2 separate regions of the Pan troglodytes genome follow, and region 1 is linked to region 2. Evidence: chromatin contacts called from public Hi-C data. All regions are on one chromosome and are shown on one strand. The core of a region is the stretch at or near the end of the contact, and the rest is flanking DNA. Distances in the headings are between cores, read along the strand shown. Region 1 holds the start of KLF4 (KLF transcription factor 4). Region 2 has its middle 150 kb from the start of KLF4.

Evidence for each region. A called contact is a pair of places that touch in the nucleus more often than the background predicts.
Region 1: a contact with region 2 is called in a Hi-C map of stem cell-derived neural progenitor cells, with 3 times the contacts expected there. The contact joins the promoter of KLF4 here to the enhancer-like site in region 2. A contact is called at or near these places in 2 of 7 Hi-C or Micro-C datasets (blood and stem cell-derived neural progenitor cells).

The regions. Positions count from the first base shown.
Region 1 is chr11:30,965,313-30,969,564 of NHGRI_mPanTro3-v2.0_pri, forward strand. KLF4 (KLF transcription factor 4) reads left to right here and starts at 2,727. Exons shown (of 5, transcript XM_016961392.4): 1 at 2,727-3,434; 2 at 3,552-3,672. The coding sequence starts at 3,430.
Region 2 is chr11:30,817,724-30,822,016 of NHGRI_mPanTro3-v2.0_pri, forward strand. No RefSeq gene overlaps it. Among named protein-coding and RNA genes, the nearest start is that of KLF4, 150 kb to the right of the region's middle. Within about 2 kb of position 2,553, at least 20 of the 24 cell types and tissues checked have an H3K27ac peak or open chromatin away from gene starts, as enhancers often do. A contact at or near this core is called in stem cell-derived neural progenitor cells, where this site is marked.

The DNA.
Region 1 (4,252 bases), core at 1,477-3,976, 150 kb after region 2:
TTGCTTCTTTTAGAAATCTGGGGTGAAGATACAGATTTCCCTTTATGACGCAATCAGAGGAATAACCAGCTAGTTGCCTGCCACGAAGAGAGACTGGCTTTTATCCTTCAGAAGGCCGGTTGGAAACAAGTTCATCTTTTTCAATCGAGTTTCAGAATCTTGTCTTGATTATGTGACATAATAATGGTGGCTTTCCAATTCATCTGTGCAATATTGTTTTTTCATTGTGGTGGTTACAGATAGTTTTTTTTGAGGGGGAAGGGCTACTGCCTTAGAGAAATAAAAGTAAAGCAGAAATAATCTAGTGTGCTGCCTACCTAAGTTGGAAATTCCAAGTCCTGACCCACATGTTTACATCCCAAGGGAGATGGCTGCCAATCAAGGGCTCATCCACTGTTCATCCAGGGTGAGGGACTTTGGCTTTCCTAAAAAAGTGGTGAGTTTCCCATGCAGCCCTCAAATCACAGCATCCCAAGATGTTGCCATCACAATTAAAGGAGTAGGGGAGGAAGTGGCAGGTGTCTTCCTTTTTTGGTTCCTCCGTTTGAAAAGGGCTTAAAGTAAAAATCAGAGTTAAAGTAACTGGCCTGATCCTATATAGGGGGGTGGGGTTGAACTCCTCGAGGTCATAGGAAGGAGGACCTCGGTTTCCCTGCCAAAACACTCTCCTCCCCCAGCTGCAACCCTGGCAGCCCTTGGCCAGAGCCAAGCTAGAGGATGGAAGTCACACTCAAGGGCGTCCGACTCTGGATCTTAGAGGGATTCCTGGCGTTGGCAGGGAGGGCCGAGTCAATTCATTCGGGGCGAGATGCATTCCAAGAATGCTTCTGTGGTCGGCGAGGAGTGGAAAAATCAGGTATCACAAATATTCTGAGGAAACCTAATAGGTACCAGAATCGCAGGGTTCAAACAGGTGACAACGACAAAGGACATTGGCAACTAGAACTCAAAAAGGGGTGAGCGCACTCTCTGCCCGGTGCCCGAGCTTCCACCACTTTCCCCAGTGTCCCCTCTCTTCTCTTTCCTAGGTTGACACCAGCCTAAGCGCCAGCGTTCGCCGGTGAGGGGGCTCCGTGGAGAGGGGGGCGGAGTCCCGCGCCGCACGCCGGAATCCAAAGTAAACACCTCGCCAAACCTACGTTTAGAAAGTGATACCAAACACCACATTCACGTTTTAAAAAAAATACTGTTTGCTGAGAAGATGAGAGCAAAACATTTCCCAGCTGGAAAATTACTGATCACAAACCAAGGGGAGAGTGGGGGTGGGGGAGGCAGCGTTATAAGATTGAAGTAAAGATCGCCGTTTCCTATTCCCTTCCCGGTGGGCAAGGACGCCTGCGGCGGGCTCGGTGTGCACTTTTTGAGAGCTAGGATCCCACCGCATCGCTCCACTTCCTGGCACATGGTCACTTCCCAGGGAAGTCCCTTTAGGGGGGCCTGACCTACCCGGAGCCTGAGCCGAAGGAACGAGTTGTCCTTTGACCTTTACTGGCCATTTCACCTCTTTATGACTCAATTTCTCATCCATAAAGTGGAAAGAAGAGTGCGTGGCTTGAAAAGTCATCAGTGAGTGTTTAATTCTTCTTTAATGGGTGTCTTCTATTATTATTATTCTACAGTGCAATTTAGTCATCAAATATTACAGGCAGTGGCTCACGCCTGTAATCCCAGCACTTCGGGAGGCCGAGGCAGGCTGATCACTTGAGGTCAGGTGTTCGAGACCTGCCTGGCCAACATGGTGAAACCCCGTCTCTACGAAAAATACAAAAATTAGCCGGCGTCGTGGCGCACGCCTGTAATCCGCGCTACTCGGGAGGCTGACGCAGGAGAATCGCTTGAACCCAGGAGGCGGAGGTTGCAGTGAGCTGAGATCGTGCCACTGCATTCCAGCTTGGGCGACACAGCGAGACTCTGTCTCACAGAAAAAAAAAAAAGAGGAAAAAAAAAAGGAAAGGGCTTCGAGATGGCTGGTTGAAAACTGTCTCCGCGCCTCACAGTCCCTCTTCTCTCCCTCACGCCTCTGAGTGAATCTTGAGCCCTTTCACTCCCTTTCTCGCTATTTAAAGTATCAAAACCATAACTCCCCATTCGTGCCTCTTTCCGCCTGTTCCCGGCGGAACACTCCTCTGGCCTTCTCTTGAGGCTCCCAGTTCACGCTGCACAGTGCTGGGCACCGCCTCCTCTCCACACCCCTAGCGCCCCCCACCCCTCGGCAGAAGGGCCCGCGAGGAACCGTGCGAGGTCAGGCCGAGCGCCGGCACCGCCACCGGCACTGGCGCTGAGCGACTAGAGCGGGCTCCTGCGAGCGCAGAGAGGGAGGGGGAGATGGAGGGCTGGATGAGTCACGCGGATAATCGCGCTCTTCTCCAGCGCGCAGACAGCGCGGCAAGCGCGTATGCTAGCAGGGGTGCGGACGCGTGACCGTGCCGCCCGCTGACCCCACCAGTCTTCGCGGGCTTCGAACCCAGGGAGCCGACAATGGCGGTGAGTACGACCCTGGTCGCGCAGCGACCGAACCTGCGCCCGGTTCCTCGCGCCCCGCGCTGGGGCGGACGCCGCCGCCGCCGCCGACACCACTGCCGCCGGCGTCAGCTCGGCTCCAGCCCGCCAGCTGCCTGGCTGGCGTCACGGCCCGGCCCAGCCCCGCCCGCGCCCCTCCTTCCCCTCCCCCGCCCCCACGTGCGCCGAGTTTGTTGATTTAGCTGCCATAGCAACGATGGAAGGGAGCCTCGGGGGGGGCGGAGAGAAGAAAGGGAGGGGCGGGGCATGGGAGAAGGCGGAGGAAAAGGCTGTAGCGAAGGAAGTTATAAGTAAGGAACGCGCGCCGGCGGCCGGCAGTTCCCCGACCAGAGAGAACGAACGTGTCTGCGGGCGCGCGGGGAGCAGAGGCGGTGGCGGGCGGCGGCGGCACCGGGAGCCGCCGAGTGACCCTCCCCGCCCCTCTGGCCCCCCACCCTCCCACCCGCCCGTGGCCCGCGCCCATGGCCGCGCGCGCTCCACACAACTCCCCGGACTCCGCGCCCTGCGCCGCCGACCAGTTCGCAGCTCCGCGCCACGGCAGCCAGTCTCACCTGGCGGCACCGCCCGCCCACCGCCCCGGCCACAGCCCCTGCGCCCACGGCAGCACTCGAGGCGACCGCGACAGTGGTGGGGGACGCTGCTGAGTGGAAGAGAGCGCAGCCCGGCCACCGGACCTACTTACTCGCTTTGCTGATTGTCTATTTTTGAGTTTACAACTTTTCTAAGAACTTTTGTATACAAAGGAACTTTTTAAAAAGGACGCTTCCAAGTTATATTTAATCCAAAGAAGAAGGATCTCGGCCAATTTGGGGTTTTGGGTTTTGGCTTCGTTTCTTCTCTTCGTTGACTTTGGGGTTCGGGTGCCCCAGCTGCTTCGGGCTGCCGAGGACCTTCTGGGCCCCCACATTAATGAGGTAGGTGAGGCGCGCGGCGCTGGGAGCAGGGAGGGGTGAGGACCGGTGGGACGCGCCGGAACGACGGCCGAAAGCCGCCCCTGACTCTCCTGTCTCTGCGCCCTGCCTTGCTCGCAGGCAGCCACCTGGCGAGTCTGACATGGCTGTCAGCGACGCGCTGCTCCCATCTTTCTCCACGTTCGCGTCTGGCCCGGCGGGAAGGGAGAAGACACTGCGTCAAGCAGGTGCCCCGAATAACGTGAGTATCGCCCCGGGCCGCCGGGAACGCCCGGTGGGTTTTCGTGGGTGTGGTGGGGGCGGGCGGAGCCTTGGGGTCACCAAGAGCCACTGAACGAGGGTAAGGAGCGGCCACCGCGCGGACTCCGCAACCTTCCCGGGATAGCTTCCGTGTCCTTGGCTCAGCTGTGTATGCCCGTGGTGCGAGCACTGCGGAGCCGCCTGGGGCGCAAGCCGGTTCTTCACCAGTCCCCGGGCGCGCTGTCGGTAGGGCGGGCGCTCGCGGGCCACCGGGCGGGAGGTGGCCGCGTCCCCAGACACTGGCTGGGCCAGAGTGAGTTTAACGCGTAGGCGGCCCCGTGGCGAGAGCGCACCGAGAGAGCCTCGGTGTGCCAATTCCGGGGACGTCCACGGGACCTGGCGGGGGAGGGACCAGCCGCGGCGTTCGCTCACACGCAATTGGGCAGACAGGACATAACACCCGCAATACAGACGCATCACCTCTTCTCCGACCCGGGAGTGGGCCGAGATTGCAGCGCTGGCGCCCTGGGTTCCCGGGTGCTTCCTGCCTGACCAGTCCCCATGTCTGGGCGGTGCAGTCG
Region 2 (4,293 bases), core at 1,303-3,802:
CAGCAAGGGAGACGCCAAAGTGGCTAGGTGGAGCAGTGGCAGGAGTAGAGACACTTTTACCCAACATAAGGACATCAGGAAATGACTAGGAAGAGATGAGGCTGCCCACTGGGATTGCAAAGCACAAGACAAATATCAGAGATGGAAAATGTCCCCATAAGAAGTGGAAAACAGGCCGGGCACGGTCCATCACGCCTGTAATCCAAGCACTTTGGGAGGCTGAAGCGGGTGGATCACCTGAGGTCGGGAGTTCAAGACTAGCCTGGCCAGCATGGAGAAATCCTGTCTCTACTAAAAATACAAAATTGGCCAGGTGCAGTGACGCATGTCTGTAATCCCAGCTACTCGGGAGGCTGAGGCAGGAGAATGGCTTGAACCCGGGAGGCGGAGGATGCGGTAAGCCGAGATCATGTCATTGCACTCCAGCCTGGGCAACAAGAGTGAAAATCTGTCTCAAAAAAAAGAAGTTGAAAACAGAGCTGTGATCCACTTCTCGGTGAGTGGTATAACCGCAGGTATACTGGATAAAACCAGAAAGTATGCTTGGCTCAAATTACTACAGCTTAGGAGTGTCAAGCATTGAGGGGAACTAAATCACCACAAGATTTATGAGTGTGCAGGGGAGGGAGGAGGGTTCAGGTTGGGGGACATTGTTCTCACCATAAGCAGCAGTGAAGGAAACCAAGTCTTTGGAACCAGTCATATTCCTCCAAGGTTGTACAAACTCAGCCTTGATATGACCTTTTCTGGGGTCTCAGGAAGAAAGAAAAAAAAAAAAAACGTGCCTTCATGGTAAAGAGGTATCAGACCAATTAATAAGGCAGATTTGAAAGCTTCTGAAATGCACCTGAGCAAGAAGTCAGGTGTTGAGTTCACCTGCTCTACAGACAAGAAAAATGCTTTTTCGGTTCCTATTTAGATAAAGCTGGACATAAATCATTCTTTGAAAAGCTGTCTTGGGTGCCTTTCATGGTGGGGGCTTAAGCCCTTTCCAAACATTGCCTCATTAATCCTGGCAGACACGAAGAGAAAAAGGCTTGACAGACATCACTTTTGATGTCACTGAACAGATGTCACTGAGTAACTGGCCTCCAACTTTAAGACACACGCAAGTTCCTGCTGGATGTGGTACAAGATCCTCCCTGCTCACTGGCTGTTAGCTACCCTGCCCTATGGCCTGGAGGAGGGAGGGAGGGTGTGTGTGTGTGTGTGTGTGTGTGTGTGTGTGTGTATACACATACGTGTAAGCACTTTTAGTCTTAATTATACTATGAACAGAAAATGGGGCAACAGCCACTAGTGTTACTAGCTGGGTGGCTGGGATATATTTTACTAGGAAATCTATATTCTCTTCTGAAACGGCCAGATTTTTGCAAGCATTTTCCCCATCTCAGGGTGGGTGGGCTGTTGTCCTTGGTAAATGCTTTTTGTTTATTTCCAGCCCTTCCAACATGTTGGCGAATTATTGCAATATGAACTTCTAATCCGAAAAGGGGGGTGAGGAAGGGCACTGAGAAGAAGAGAAAGTTATAACAAACTCAAGCGACTGACACCACAGTTTTACTTGTCCCTTTGGACTTGTTTAGGAGTTGGGTCCTGTTTGGTGTTTCAAAGGAGGGAAAAGATATAAAAGTACAAGGTGCCTTAGAAATGGAAATCTTCTGATGTGGCCTCTTCTTTTCTTTTTAATAAAGAAGGTTAAAGAAAAAAACGAAGAGAGAGAAGACAGGGAGAAGACAGAGAGACAGTGACAGCCAGAGAAACAGAAAGAGAAAAAGTTGGGGGTCGGGGGGGGCGCAAGAGGGAGAAGAGGAAAGACAGGAAAAGAAAAGGAAAAGAAAAAGAGGAAAGAAAGAAGAAAAGAAACAAAAAGAAGAGAAAGGAAAGAAAGAGAAAGAAAGAAAGAAAGAAAGAAAGAGAGAAAGCGAGAAAGCGAGGAAGAGAGGAGAGGGCGAGTGCCCCGAGGGAGTCGGGCAAAAGCGAAATCCCGGCTTCCTACCCGGGAGAGCGGGAGAGCCGAGTTTTCCGCAGCGGCCGCGGGCTCGGAGCTTTTAAGGGTTTCTAATCCTGGAAGGCTGTCTGACATCACCCCGTTTCTTGTCGGCTGATGTTTCGTACAAGCCTCTCATTTCCTCAGTGTTTTCAGAGCCACCAATTACTGCAACAGTCTCGTGTTTATGTTTGCGCGCGCTCTCCTGCCTCGCTGGCCCTCCGCCTGGGAGGCTGCGCTTCCCTCCGACGCGCGGAGCCCAGAGAGGGTGGGTCGGGGGAGCGGGGAGGGGGGAATCTGGATCAGGCATTGAAGAAAAAGGGAGGGGTCCCCCTTAATTTTTTTTCATTGACTTCAGCACCATGTGATCAGGAAGTCTGGCCTCCCTCCATTTCCCCTCCCGACTAAAGGGAAACATTGTGTAGCAGCCGCCTGGGCCACCGGTGGGATGGCCTTCGCTGCCTGACGTAGGGAGATAAAAATAACCGGCATATTTAAGGCAGGATCAGGAATCCCGGCGCTCACACGCGGCCTGGTCAGTTCCCGAGGCCGCCCGGCAGGCAGCGCAGCCTGCGGGGAGGCCCCGCGCTCGACTGTGCGCGCCCCACCGCAGGCAGTGCTAGGGCGTACGACCGGACCCCGACCCTGACCCCGACCTTGACCTCGGGACCCAGGCCGACTCAGGCCTGGCTGAGCCTCCCAGATTCCCCAGGGAGGCCGAGCAAGACCGGCCCGAGGCAGTCTGGCTCAGGCTCGCTGGGCTGGGGCTGGGCCTGGGTTCTCTGTCCTGCCTCCCTGGAGACGAGAAGGAAGGATGCCGTGGCAAAGGGAAGGTAGTGCGAAGTTTGATGCCGAGGGGGGATTACAGAGCCTCTGTCTCAAGAGAAGGCGCACAAGGTGCCACCAAAAAAGCCACTTGTTTCTAGCCAGGCCCCCAACTCAGACCCACCACTGTGTGCACAAACTCTCAAATCAAATCTGCCTTCTCTATCCCCACTTTCCCTTCCAACTGCACATTGCAAAGATTTGCAAACATGTGGCAGGGCTGGAAATAAACAAGAAGCATTTAGCAGGCAAAAGGCACTGATGTGTTTCCACATTCATGCTCTCCTTGAAACCTCAACCCACACTACACAGGAAGTTCTGTTATCCTTATCTTACACAAAGGGAAACTGAGGCTCGGGGAGATGGAGCCACACATGGGCAATGCTTTCCCTACCACCTCAGTGGCCTCTCGAAACTGCATGACATTGGCACATTGCTTTATCATTCTGGAAACCACCTACCCTCTCTTCTTCCTCCTCCCTAAATAAAATTATTACCAAGCAAAAACAATGATGGTGAGCTTTCACTGACCTATGAAATCTCAGGTTTGCCCTAGCCCTGGGGCACAAAGAAGTTTTCACATCCATTTAATAATGGGAAATCTCCCTGCCTTCTGATGTCTAAAGTAACAAGATGTTTCAAAATTCCTGGCAGCTTTTCACCTAAAAACCAGATGTGCTGATGAAAAATGAACAGACATTCACCGCTAATCCAGAGATAGCAAATACCTATTTATCTGGGTAGAAGAGGCAAAGAACTTCCATTTTGGGAGATTTGGGAATTTAACCATCTATGGGGATGGAGACCCTGGAGTCTGGCAAGATTTTTCTGAATCTAAGCACCCAGCACAATGCCTAAGACTGAAAATACTCAACCCATAATTGTTGGATTGAGTGAATGGGGGGTGGGGGTGGGTTGTGGAAGGTGACAAGCAGCACTTAAAAACACATTGGGATGAGGTATGCTGGTCATATCTTTAGTGATCATACAAGCATGATCTCATTTAGTCCTTATAACTACCCTAGTCTGCAGGTATCATTGTCATCCCTGCCTTGTATGTAGGGAAACTGTAGTGCAGAGAAAAACTGCCCAAGGTAACACAGCTGGGTGCTGGAATTTGAATGCATGCAATCTGACTGCAGTAGCCAAGTTCTTCACCACTAGACTAAATCCAAAGAGTTGTGCCATGAGATGTCAGAGAAAGGGACCTGTTATTTACTAAGCACCTCTTTTGACTCAAGCTCCATGCTTACTACTGGAGAGGCAGGTCAGACACCACAGGCTCCAGGCTCTCAAAGAGGTGACTCCGGAAGCAAGACTGGACTTCAGACTCCTTCAAAGCAGCCCTAGTTCTCATTCACCTCTATCTTGCCAAACATCAACTATCACAAATGTCTGTTGAATCGTTCCCCCTGAGAGAAACCTTCTTTGACCACCACCAACCGCAGCATATTTAGATCTCCTTCCTGTTTCCACAT